Regions from separate parts of the Zea mays genome. Here all the other regions are linked to region 3. A link is a contact called in public Hi-C data. All regions are on one chromosome and are shown on one strand. The core of a region is the stretch at or near the end of the contact, and the rest is flanking DNA. Distances in the headings are between cores, read along the strand shown. Region 1 holds the start of LOC103636280. Region 2 holds the start of LOC100274688. Region 3 holds the start of LOC103643118 (zinc transporter 2).

Region 1 (3,655 bases), core at 798-3,297, 320 kb after region 3:
AATTGAGATGAATAAAATATTTTGGAACGATTTATTGTATTGTTGAACTAGTCTTCATTTTGCCTGTTGTTGAGCGAGCCTTGATTTTTGCATGTTGCAATTATGAAGATAGGGAATGATTAGTCAAATCATAGAATGGTTTGTTATATTGTACGAGATATTTTTGCAAGCATGGAAGATAAGAATATTTTATAGTATTTTCAAGAATTGAAAGTTATTTAAAAAAGCTACCTTCATTACCTCCTATCAATGCGAGTGGTATGTTGTGTATTTTTGTTCTATTTTTTTTTTGTCTTTTTAATAACATCTTGAGTTTATCGGTGGAAGAAATTATCCATAATTAGGTATTTTTCTTTTATTGTGGCCTGTTTTATGAAGTCGTTTTACTAGTATACTATTGTCATTTGGCTCTAAAAATTAACGGTGTATATAATTTGATATGGGATACATATGCACTTAGGGCTTGTTCGGTTATTCCCATTATACATGGATTGTATGGGATTGGAAAAAAATTAGAAGAGTTTTGACTTGCTTGGGATTTAAACCCACCCAATCCCACTCAATCCACATGGATTGAGAGCTAACCGAACAAGCCCTTAGATGGTGCCTTTAGGCGTCAAAGATTGCCAGCTCCCCGCTCCCCTACTGGTGCGAGTAGGACTGGGCGTTCGGTTCGGTTCCTCGGTTCTTGTAGAAATTCGGTTCTTCAAAAACTAGAACCGAAATAGCAAGATAAAGAAATCAAAACCGACTAGTTCGGTTCTCGGTTCTTCGGTTCGGTTCCTCGGTTCTAACCGAACTGTAACAACCACTCTAAAATTCTGAATAACGACAACTTTTGTGAGAAATTTCAGCAACATCTCCCCGCAAACAACCACGAGTGCACAATGACCATAATTTCATAGATAATACATGGATGATTAGAGGTTCAACATAAGTCGATAAAACAACATCCGAAGTTACAAACACATGTAACAAATTGAATCTAATACTTTTGTTTTTTTCGGTTCTTTCGATTCTTTGGAGTGCAGAACCGAAAATATCTCATTTATTTCGGTTCTCAAAAAAACCAGAACTGAATTTCATAACGGTTCCTTCGTTTCGGTTAGTTTGGTTTTGGTTCTCGGTTATTTCTGTTCGGTTCCTCGGTTCCGGTTCTTTTTGCCCAGGCCTAGGTGCGAGGCACGGTGACGACGACATGAGTGATGGGAGTAAAACTATAAGGACCAGTTTGTTTCGTTGGAATTGAATTCCGTTTTAATAATTATAATTTAGACAAAACTAATTAAGTTCAAATATTTATATATGTAATATATTTGTATATTATTCTAAATCATATGAGAAAGATAGTTATATACTACATTTATATTATAACGAAGCAAGTAGAAGATTGTGTTATAAGTTGTACATCGGGAAAATAGTATATAAATCTATAAAATCAATTTCCATCTCTCATCCCATGAATTTGAAATAAACTTATATGATAACTTTAAAAAGTGGTGGAATATCACATTTTAAAAAAATAACATATTTCATTAGTAAGATTTCAACTCCACAAAATAAAAGAAAACAAACAGGGCCTAAAAGATTTTGTCTAAATTTAAGCGTGTAAAGATGTGCCTCATAATAAGTAAGTATAGACGCACTATACTCTATTGCAGGCAAGAGCTCAACGAAAAAAAGACCCAACAAGTAGCATTCAGTCTCTATTTATAGAGAAAACAGATATTTAAAAGCTTATATAAGACTAAATTACTACACCGATATAGACAGGATATAAAACACCCATTCGAGTTGATCCTAAAAAAATGACAAAACAAGTAAAATTAGATAAGAAAGAAGCGACATAATAAACAGAAAAGGAATATAAGCAAGTAAAATTAGTTTTTTTAGTTATGTATTTTTTAATTTATATAATTTTTGTTTTTTCATTAATTATGTAGATTTTATGTTCTAATTTGATGTATTTATATTTTAATAAAATGATATGTTTTATGTCAACTAAAACTTTGCAAAATAAAAACGTTGCTACAGCAGTGCCAACGGTAAATAAAGTTAAATACATTCCCTTGCCTTCCTCAGCGGCTCCTCGTCCTCGGCTCCTCCCGCTCCCCTCCGCACTGTGTCGAGCCGAGCGTGCCGCTGGCCGACCTTGGCACCTTGCCCGCGCCCGCCCGAGCCCCGACGCTGCCTGAAGCAGCAAGTGACAGCTCCCCTGGGCGAGCCGGTTTACTACCAGCACGGTGAGCTTCGGTCGGGCGGAGCAGACGACAGGCAGCACACCAAGGTAGATCGACGGGCTCTACACGGACCCGATCTGCCTCTATGCTGCAACCTGGATTTTCTTCTTCCAATCACCACCACAGCGCAACGCCTGAACGGCCGTCGCTGCCGGCTACGCCAGGTGCTCAGGTCTTATTCGGCCCCTTCGCCGGCGACGAGCGCCACCAGGTACGCCCTCCTTCCCTTCCTGTTGTGTGAAACTGTGCCCACAAACACTATCTTACTATTTGTATTCGGATCTGATCTAATTTCAGGTGTATATGCATACAATATGGCTACTAACTTCGATCGCCTTGCAGAAATTATATGGTGTACATGTGTGTACACCCATGTCCTTTACTCGACCGCCCCTGATGGTTGCTATGTTTTCTTTGCCATTCTATAGGATGCGTCCGAGACTAAGTTGATGAAGCAGCCTACTTGGGTCTTCTTTGAGAAAGAATCGGTAGGTTTTTTGGCTGGTACAGAGATGCCAAGCTGAATTTCGTTACATGTGGCTTTGTCTTTATTCAAATCAGATTCAACCATTTAAATGGACTACTAAGTTCCATTGCCTTGGAGGGCCTTAGCATTCACACCTCGTTACTGTACTGCATTTGCATAATTTTGCATGCAAAACATTACAAAGTCAAAGATAGACTAGCAACTTCCACAAGGCGCATTAGCTTGTTCCTCATGTATCCATGTTAATTGTTTGGTCTTTTAGGCAAAGGAAACTTTACTGGCCACTGAAACAAGGTCTGGCTCATTCATTGAGTAGGTACACGTGACATGCTTATTGATAGGTGTATTGATGCAACCTTCTACACTTGCATTGATAGATTGGCGATGCTTAGACCATCACTGTAAGCACCTAACTGTTCCCTCAGCCCGTAAAAACTCATCACTGTCTTAATGATTCTTACTGGCATGGTATAAATAGATGTTGAAGCTGTGAATTCGAAGGATGTGCTTCTTTATTGTAGCACTGAACCAAATCTAGGAATTGAGTATGCAGTATATCTGTTTGCTAAGTGTAAATCGAGTGAGATGGTTATAGATTGTGTCTTCAATCTTCTGGAATAACTCCTAGTTTGGTTAACCATACCAGGTAACTGACTTAAGAGAACAAATTCTCCAACTCATTCAGCATGATTGTAAGGATCAAGAGGTATGTTGTGATTTGGTAACAGCTTGGCAGTACTGAATCAGTGTGTTTTCTTGTCCATTATTATGTTAACAACATATTTGATACTGGACATGGTATTGACTTGACAACAGGAAAAATCACGGGCAGAGCTACTGGAGAAGCTCAACAGATGTAAAAGAGATACACTTATCGAACTGTGTCGCTCGTTTGATTTAATTGGCTCAAGAGCTAATAGGAAGGTTG
Region 2 (3,913 bases), core at 427-2,926, 340 kb before region 3:
TGTCAGATTGATATGGTCACCCTTTGCATTGAGAATGTTGCTCCATTCGAGGCCAGCGTATTAGCATATCTAAGCATCTTTGTTTGTTAGGTAATCCAAATTACACGTGCACACCTTTTTTCAAATCACAGTAACACTTCAAATATTTGTTGTCGGTAGTTCATTTTTAACTAAACCGTGATAAATAAAAAAGAACGGAGGAGCTTCGCAGCCTGTTTATTCATCACTGGTAGTGTTTTTGACAAGAGCTAGCCCATTTATCAACATCTTGTTTTATGGAAGCTCTGTTCTTCTGTCTGCAAATTGAGCCTCGTTTTTTTTCTCTTTTTGAAAGACGCTACTGGAACATTATTGATAAAATGCCCATCATACATCCTGAGATGGAGATACGAGCGGTGGCCGAGTCAGGTCGTAATGAACTGTAGACGCTTATAGACAGACTTGTAGGTTCTGAAATTTTGTTACCATGCCCATGAATACATCAAGATGAATACATCAAGGTAGTGTTTGGTTCACTCTAGTTAATAGGAATGGTAATGGAATGGGCTGCAGGTGCTATCGGTTTACAGTGTAATGATTACCTGGATTTGTTTGTTTTATTTGAACAGCGCCATTAGATCCCCTAACGGTGTTTGTTTATTGCGTTCACTACCGACCGAAATTGCTACAAGCGCGTATTGTTGCTGTTGGCAAATGGCGCTACTCCTGTGCACATGCAGATATGGAAAACATATAACTGATGCATTACATGTAAAAATTATAGAAACTTGTACAAGTCAAATTCAAAGGAAATTATTTATAATATATTTCCACATATTTATATATATACGACAAATTAGAAAGCACACTACACAGAACAAGAGAAATCTACGGTACCGGGCTGGGAAGAATAAGTGGTAAGCAGTCGTGCTCCTCCTCCCGTCCTATCCCCTTTCCTTCCCTTTCTTTCTCCCTCGCACAAATCCTTGCGCCCGTCTCCTCCCAGCAACGTGGAAGAAGAAGAAATGGATGTAGCAGCGGATCTTGTGAGAGTATCACTTACAAGAATAGATAGCAGTCGGGGTTAGGGTTTGGGTAAAAGATTTGAGACGGAGATGGAGAGGGAGAGGAGAGAGGAGAGAGGACACACCAGGAGCAGGCAGCGACGGTGGATTGTGCGATGGCGGCGCCTCCGATCGTCGCTCTGCAGTCGCGTGGAGAAGAGCTGGGTGGAGTCGCGTGGTGGAGAGTCAAGACACGACCGTCGCGTCGAGGGATCTGACTGCGCCGTAAACCGAGCGGTAATGAGATGGAATGGGAAGGAGCCGACTCCCACCGCGATGGATCACGGACCAAAAAAAGCCCAACCAAACAGCTCCCAAGTTGTTTAGAACAGGATGAACCCTTTACCGGCTTACCGAGCGGCGGCGAAGACGGGAGGCGGGATGGAGCTTCGAGCGGCTGAGCCCCAGTCAGCGCCGAAGAGGACAGATATGTGGCGGCGGCGGATGGCTCCCACTTCCGGCGCCCGATGAACTGGTGAAGTGGAGGCAGGAGGAGGTGCCGCCGGTGTCCGGTCCGGACGCGGACGCGGCGTGGGGAAGATGAATTGGGGATGCCCGGCTGAAATTTCCTGTTGGCCGGTTGCGATAGTCATGATATCCCCTAGGTTTCAAATACCGAAAACACAATTTTCACGGCACCATTCTCTGTGGATGAAAGGCTTGTTTGGTTCGTTGACTAATTTGCCACATTTTGCCACACTTTTGTGCCTAAGGTTAGTTCTTCAATTCAAATGACTAACCTTAGGCAAAGTATGGCATAGTTAGCCACAAACCAAACATGTCTGAAATCCGCAAGGCAGTTTTGCGGATGGAACGTAATAAAGCTCCTCGTTCGAATGGTTTTACGGTAGAATCCTATAAGTTTTTCTTAGGAAGAATAAAGGATGATTTACTAGCCTTGCCTTGTTCGTGGATTTTCACAATGATACGTAACCAATTTATAGCCTAATTTTGGAGTTATTAATCTTCTACCTAAGAAAGGTAATGCCTAAAAAAATACAAGAGTATCGACCTATTTACTTACTTTAATGTTAGTTTTAAGATTGATACTAAAGCCCTAAAGAACATAATAGAGATGGTAGCAGATAAGCTTATTAATATCTCTTAGACCGTTTTCTTGCCTGGTCATAATATTCTTGTAGGTATAATTATGCTTCATGAGGCTATTTATGAGTTGCAAAAGGAAAAAAATGAATGGATTAATTCTAAAACTATACTTTGAAAAAGATTACTGTCGGCGTTTCGAGACCGGGGGTCCCTAAGCCGACGAGTGAATGTCGCCGCGTGACCCAGCCCAGATGGGTCGACGCGAGGCCGAGCGCGAAGGGGGGAAGTGAGGTGGCCGGAGATGGGCGTGAGAGAGGTGGAAATCCCGCGGCCTTCGTGTTCATCCCGCGCCCAGGTCGGGTGCGCTTGCAGTAGGGGGTTACAAGCGTCCACGCGGGAGAGGGAAGCGAGCGGCCCCAGGAGAGCGTTTGTCCCGTCCTCGTCCCCGCGTGGCCAACCCTCTCTAAGAGGGCCCTGGTCCTTCCTTTTATAGGCGTAAGGAGAGGATCCAGGTGTACAATGGGGGTGTAGCAGAGTGCTACGTGTCTAGTGGGGGAGAGCTAGCGCCCTAAGTACATGCCGATGTGGTAGCCGGAGAGATTTTGGCACCCAGCTGGTGTGATGTCGTGGCCGTCGGAGGAGCGACGGAGCCTGGCGGAGGGACAGCTGTCGGAGCGGTTGAGTCCTTGCTGACGTCCTCGTGCTTCCGTAAGAGAGCTGAGAGTCGCCGTCGTCACAGAGCATGCGGGGCGCCATCATTGCCTATCTGGCGGAGCTAGCCAGATGGGACACCGGTCTTGTTCTCTGCGGCCCTGAGAGCACCTAGAGGGGGGGTGAATAGGTGATCCTGCGAAACTTGAAAAACTTAAGCCACAAAACTTGGTTAATTGTTAGCACAATAATTGCCAAGTGGCTAGAGAGGAGTCAAAACACAGTAACCACAAGAAATCAATCACAGAGATGGCACGGTGGTTATCCCGTGGTTCGGCCAAGACCAACGCTTGCCTACTCCACGTTGTGGCGTCCCAACGGACGAGGGTTGCAATCAACCCCTCTCAAGCGGTCCAAAGACCCACTTGAATACCACGGTTATTTGCTTGCTTTTTCTCAATCCCGTTTGCGAGGAATCTCCACAATTTGGAGCCTCTCGCCCTTACACTTGAAATTCACAAAGAAGCACAGAGCAAGGAAGGGATTAGCAAAGCACACAAGACACAAGAATCAGAGTGTCAACACGCACACACGTCGCAACAAGAGCTCGCAACACAACTCAATGAGTTCACAACTCCACTAGAGCTCTATATGCTAACACAATGAAACAAATGCGCGGAATCGGTGTCTTGGTGCTTAGAGATGTTGTAGGAATGCTTGATGTCCTCCTCCATGCGCCTAGGGGTCCCTTTTATAGCCCCAAGGCAGCTAGGAGCCGTTGAGAACAAATCTGGAAGGCCAACCTTGCCTTCTGTCGTCGGGCGCACCGGACAGTCCGGTGCACACCGGACACTGTCCGGTGCCCGATTTCTTTCCTTAAACGGCGCAGCCGACCGTTGCCGACCGTTGCAGATCTGGCGCACCGGACATGTCCGGTGCACACCGGACAGTCCGGTGCCTCCTTCCGACCGTTGGCCAGACCACGTGTCGCGCGCAGATTCCGCGGCCGACCGTTGGCTCGGCCGACCATTGGCTCACCGGACAGTCCGGTGAATTTTAGCCGTACGCCGTCGGCGAATTCCCGAGAGCGGCCTCTTCGCCCGAGGCAGCCTGGCGCACCGGACACTGTCCGGTGCACCACCGGACAGTCCGGTGCCCCAGACCGAAACAGC
Region 3 (3,725 bases), core at 1,196-3,695:
ATTCAAGTGAAATGGTAATCTTGACATTCGGAACAAGTAAAAAAGTATGCATTCGAAGAGAACTTGAAGGCCATATATCAGGAAGAGAAAGAACTTCAGAGCGTCCGGATAGACATTTAAACCTAAGATCAGAACAAGTAGAAAAGTATGCATGGCAACGACTGGACTGAACCGTTGCGCGGAAAAAAAATATCAGGAAAGGTCAGCAAAGAAGGGTTGGAATGATGAATGATCAGCCTATTATTCTGGCTGTGCTGAGTCTGTAGGCTCCTTTCGCTCTGACCGAACAGCGAGACACTAGTGCAGCTTTGACAAAAAGAGCAGGTTCAGATTCCACTTGGTCTTAGTCACGACCACGACATCTGTCACTGGAATCGAGCTAAGAACTAACGTAACCGGTGTTCAGTTGAGACTTCAGACTTGCAGGTATATATGTCATACCTACATGCCATAACATCTCATTTATACCTAAAGCTGGGCATCTAATCCTCTACTCCGTACTCAGACGAAGCTAAGTTCGTCAGTTTAGCCCGTGACATGATGGCGACATCTGCTGATAAGAGTAGACCCGGAATGCACATAAAGGAATTTCTACGCGTCATCTGCAAGTTGGAAGGGAACAAAACAACGCATCCATATATCCCTATCTCTATCTGGCTTAGCCTTACCGGCGATCCCGATGGCGATGCCCTCGAAGACGGAGTGGAAGCAAAGGGCTACTATGAGCAGCACGCTGTCACCGATCGTGCTCGCGTTGCGCAGAATGGATGCGGCCGAGTGATCAGATCCGTGTGCATCCTGCACGCCAAAGCACAAGTAATGGTGACAAATAAGATTCTGTACACTGACCGGCCGGCCGTAAGATACTGCTAGTGCTGTTCTTTTTAACTGTCTTTTATTGGGAGTGGACTGTACTATATGGTTGTTGCAAGAGCAGGTATTGCCATGATCAAATAATGAATTCAGAAGCTGAAGCAGGTTGTAGTAACTTACAGCTGGTGTGGGCTCAGACCTCGTGCCATTTGCGGTTCTCATCTTGCCCTCCTCCAGCCCTATTGAAAGTGTCAAAAGGAGAAAATGAATCGTACAAGTATAATAGGCTTCCTAAAGCTTTAATACAGAGAAAATATGACAATGGAAATACAGTGCTGTAGAGAGGGACAGACAGACTTCCCCTGATGACTGACTATTCAGAGTTGAGCATATAGACTGATTACACGCAGAACTGCCAGTTTGTCACAAATAAAACTCTAACTAAATGATCCATTAAGACTGATTCCACGTAAAGTTTTTTTTTTTGGTTTCGATCCACTACTCTAACTAAATGATCCATTAATCAATCTCGCTACATGTTGATTGGCTGAAGGAAAATAAAACTCTCAAGAACAGGATTACTGCAAACTGCAATGAACCCGAACTTTCAGTCGCCTTGTACGTGATAATGCAACGTGCAACCAGACCAAAAGCATTGGCAACAGTTGGTTTACCTTAGGCAGTGGTGTACTACTACAGCAATATAGGATTAGTAGTTCGCGACGAAAAGAGTAAATCTATCCCAAGAGGCAAGAACACACTAACACAGACCTCCACCAATCTGAATTTGCAGCCCGTGCTAGTTGCACCCACCCGGCGACAGGAAAAAGTGGTGTGCGCATTCAACCCAACCCCGGATCCCCCAGTCGTTGTGGCGGCATTCACAGTAATCAGTACACCGCCCAGCCCAACTGCCCAACCCCAACTGTTACAAGCCAGAACAGAACGAACGGGAGTCGGTACTGACACGTGACTCTTGTTACTGACCTGCATCAGAACCGCCGGTAGCGGCGGTGCCGGTGCTGCGCCCCTGTGACCGTGAGACGACGTAGGAGATGGCGACGTCGGCGAGCATGGTGACGACGTAACCGGCGCAGGCGAGCATGAACGCCCAGGGGTACCCGCTGTCGGGGAGCAGGTCCCCAAACGTCTCGTTTGCGTCGCTGAGGAAGTGCATGAGCGCCGTGCCGAGGAAGACGCCGCCCGCGAACTGCGTGCCCAGCGCGAGGAACGCCTCGTTCCAGCGCATGAAGTAGGGGGACACCCCGCCCAGCAGCGTGCCGACGAACACCACCGCCAGGCACCACAGCTTGGCCTCCACCAGGCTCCGCGCGCGCAGGTCCGGCCTGGCGGCGGCGCCCCCATCCGCGTCGGCGTCGGCGTCGGCGTCGGAGTCCCCGCCTCCGCCGTGCGCCCACGCGGCGGCCGCGAGGGAGAGGCAGAGGAGGAGGCGGAGGCGGTGGTGGTGCTGGGCGTTGGTGGCGCGGGCCATGGCGCGGGACCGCGAGCGAGGAGGCCGTGGACTCGTGACCCGGGAAATGGTAGGCGGACGCCGGACGCGGGGCGGATTTGGGTTTATTCTCGGTACGATGCGAGGCGAGGCGGGGGGCCGGAGGGCTTGGAGATGGCTGGCGTGTGGGGCCGGAGGGCTTTGTAGTTTGTAGTACTACAGCAGGAGCCGGGACGGATCCTCGGAGTTGGGGTTTTTTTTTTACTCGATCGTTTGCATCGTTGGACACTGACAAGGTAGGGTAGGCTGTTGTGGGCAGCTACAGAAGCAACGACGCGGTACAGGAAGCAGGTGAACGTGCGATAGCTGGTAGTACAATTGTACCAGCCAGACAAGGCCGCGCCAGTTTCGTTGTGTCGTGCAGATAGTGACAGGATTTGGAAAGTCCCATTGCACCTCCCTTCCCTCTTCTTTGTTTCTAGAGGTAGAAATACACGAGGACAAATTTAATATTTTTAATAGATATACATTAAATTTGATGTTAATTTTTTAGTTATGTTGTTAAGTATATTATGAAAAAAATAAGAATATATTTTTGCGAAATTTTTATATTATTTGCTCCTTACATGAAAAGAGTAAAAAAATTATTTGAATTCAAATCCGTATCTAAATTTTATATATATCACTCAAGAGAATATAGGACAAATGTAAGGTTTGCTTTTTATTAACGAACTCAATGTTTAAAACAAAAATATAGATTTACATATAGATTTTTTTATCATATTTATTCATAATTACATTAAACATTTAATATCCGAATAAATATCTTGATCCATCTCTACTCGTTGGGCCCTCGTCTTCTCACTTGGAAGGATGCCATAAAATAAAATTGCCAATTTAGGGCTTGTTCGTTTAGCTCTCAATCCATGTGGGTTGAGTGGGATTGGATGAGATTGAATCTCAAATAAGTCAATCTTCTTCTTAAATTTTTTCAATTTTATCCAATCTATATACGTTGGGAATAACTGAACAAGGCATTAGATAACATTGCCACACTGGGTAGACTTTCCGGTGCTTAGCGAAGTTGTCCATGGAAGACAGCGAATTACGAAAAATGGGACCGTGCTACGGTACACGTCCCTTTCTCGCCTCCTAACTTGCATCAACCTGGTGTAGAAAATTAAAAGTACACCAAAACTTTTGACTTGTTTTGTGCCTCACTCAAACAAACCGGTAAGCAGTGATACAAATGGCCGGTAGACTCTACGGAGTAATATATTGCCACTTTGAGCATCAGATCCACGCCCACCCGTAAGTGACCAAACACACATGTGATGGAAAAAAAAAACTTTGCACCCAGGGTGCAAAGAATCTCTTTTACAGTCATTCACATTCACTATTTAGTGGTCCATATAAATAGAAAAAACAAATTATTAAAGAGTTAAGTTGTAAATTTTGATAT

The links. Hi-C and Micro-C count contacts between places; a contact is called where the count stands out from the background.
Region 1: a Hi-C map of ear shows a contact between it and region 3, with 1.7 times the contacts expected there. The contact joins the promoter of LOC103636280 here to the promoter of LOC103643118 in region 3. A contact is called at or near these places in 2 of 25 Hi-C or Micro-C datasets (ear and endosperm).
Region 2: a contact with region 3 is called in a Hi-C map of bundle sheath, with 4 times the contacts expected there. The contact joins the promoter of LOC100274688 here to the promoter of LOC103643118 in region 3. A contact is called at or near these places in 5 of 25 Hi-C or Micro-C datasets (bundle sheath, ear, leaf and 2 more) and 1 of 3 datasets of contacts at active chromatin or transcription factors (leaf).

What each region holds. Positions count from the first base shown.
Region 1 is chr1:72,825,923-72,829,577 of Zm-B73-REFERENCE-NAM-5.0, forward strand. LOC103636280 reads left to right here and starts at 2,048. Exons shown (of 10, transcript XM_008658646.2): 1 at 2,048-2,451; 2 at 2,669-2,728; 3 at 3,374-3,433; 4 at 3,544-3,651. The coding sequence starts at 2,326.
Region 2 is chr1:72,170,443-72,174,355 of Zm-B73-REFERENCE-NAM-5.0, forward strand. It overlaps LOC100274688, which reads right to left and starts at 1,677. Exons shown (of 21, transcript NM_001360644.1): 1 at 1,398-1,677; 2 at 1,130-1,261; 3 at 877-1,037.
Region 3 is chr1:72,506,934-72,510,658 of Zm-B73-REFERENCE-NAM-5.0, forward strand. LOC103643118 (zinc transporter 2) reads right to left here and starts at 2,446. Exons shown (of 4, transcript XM_020546406.3): 1 at 1,801-2,446; 2 at 994-1,052; 3 at 669-798. The coding sequence starts at 2,305.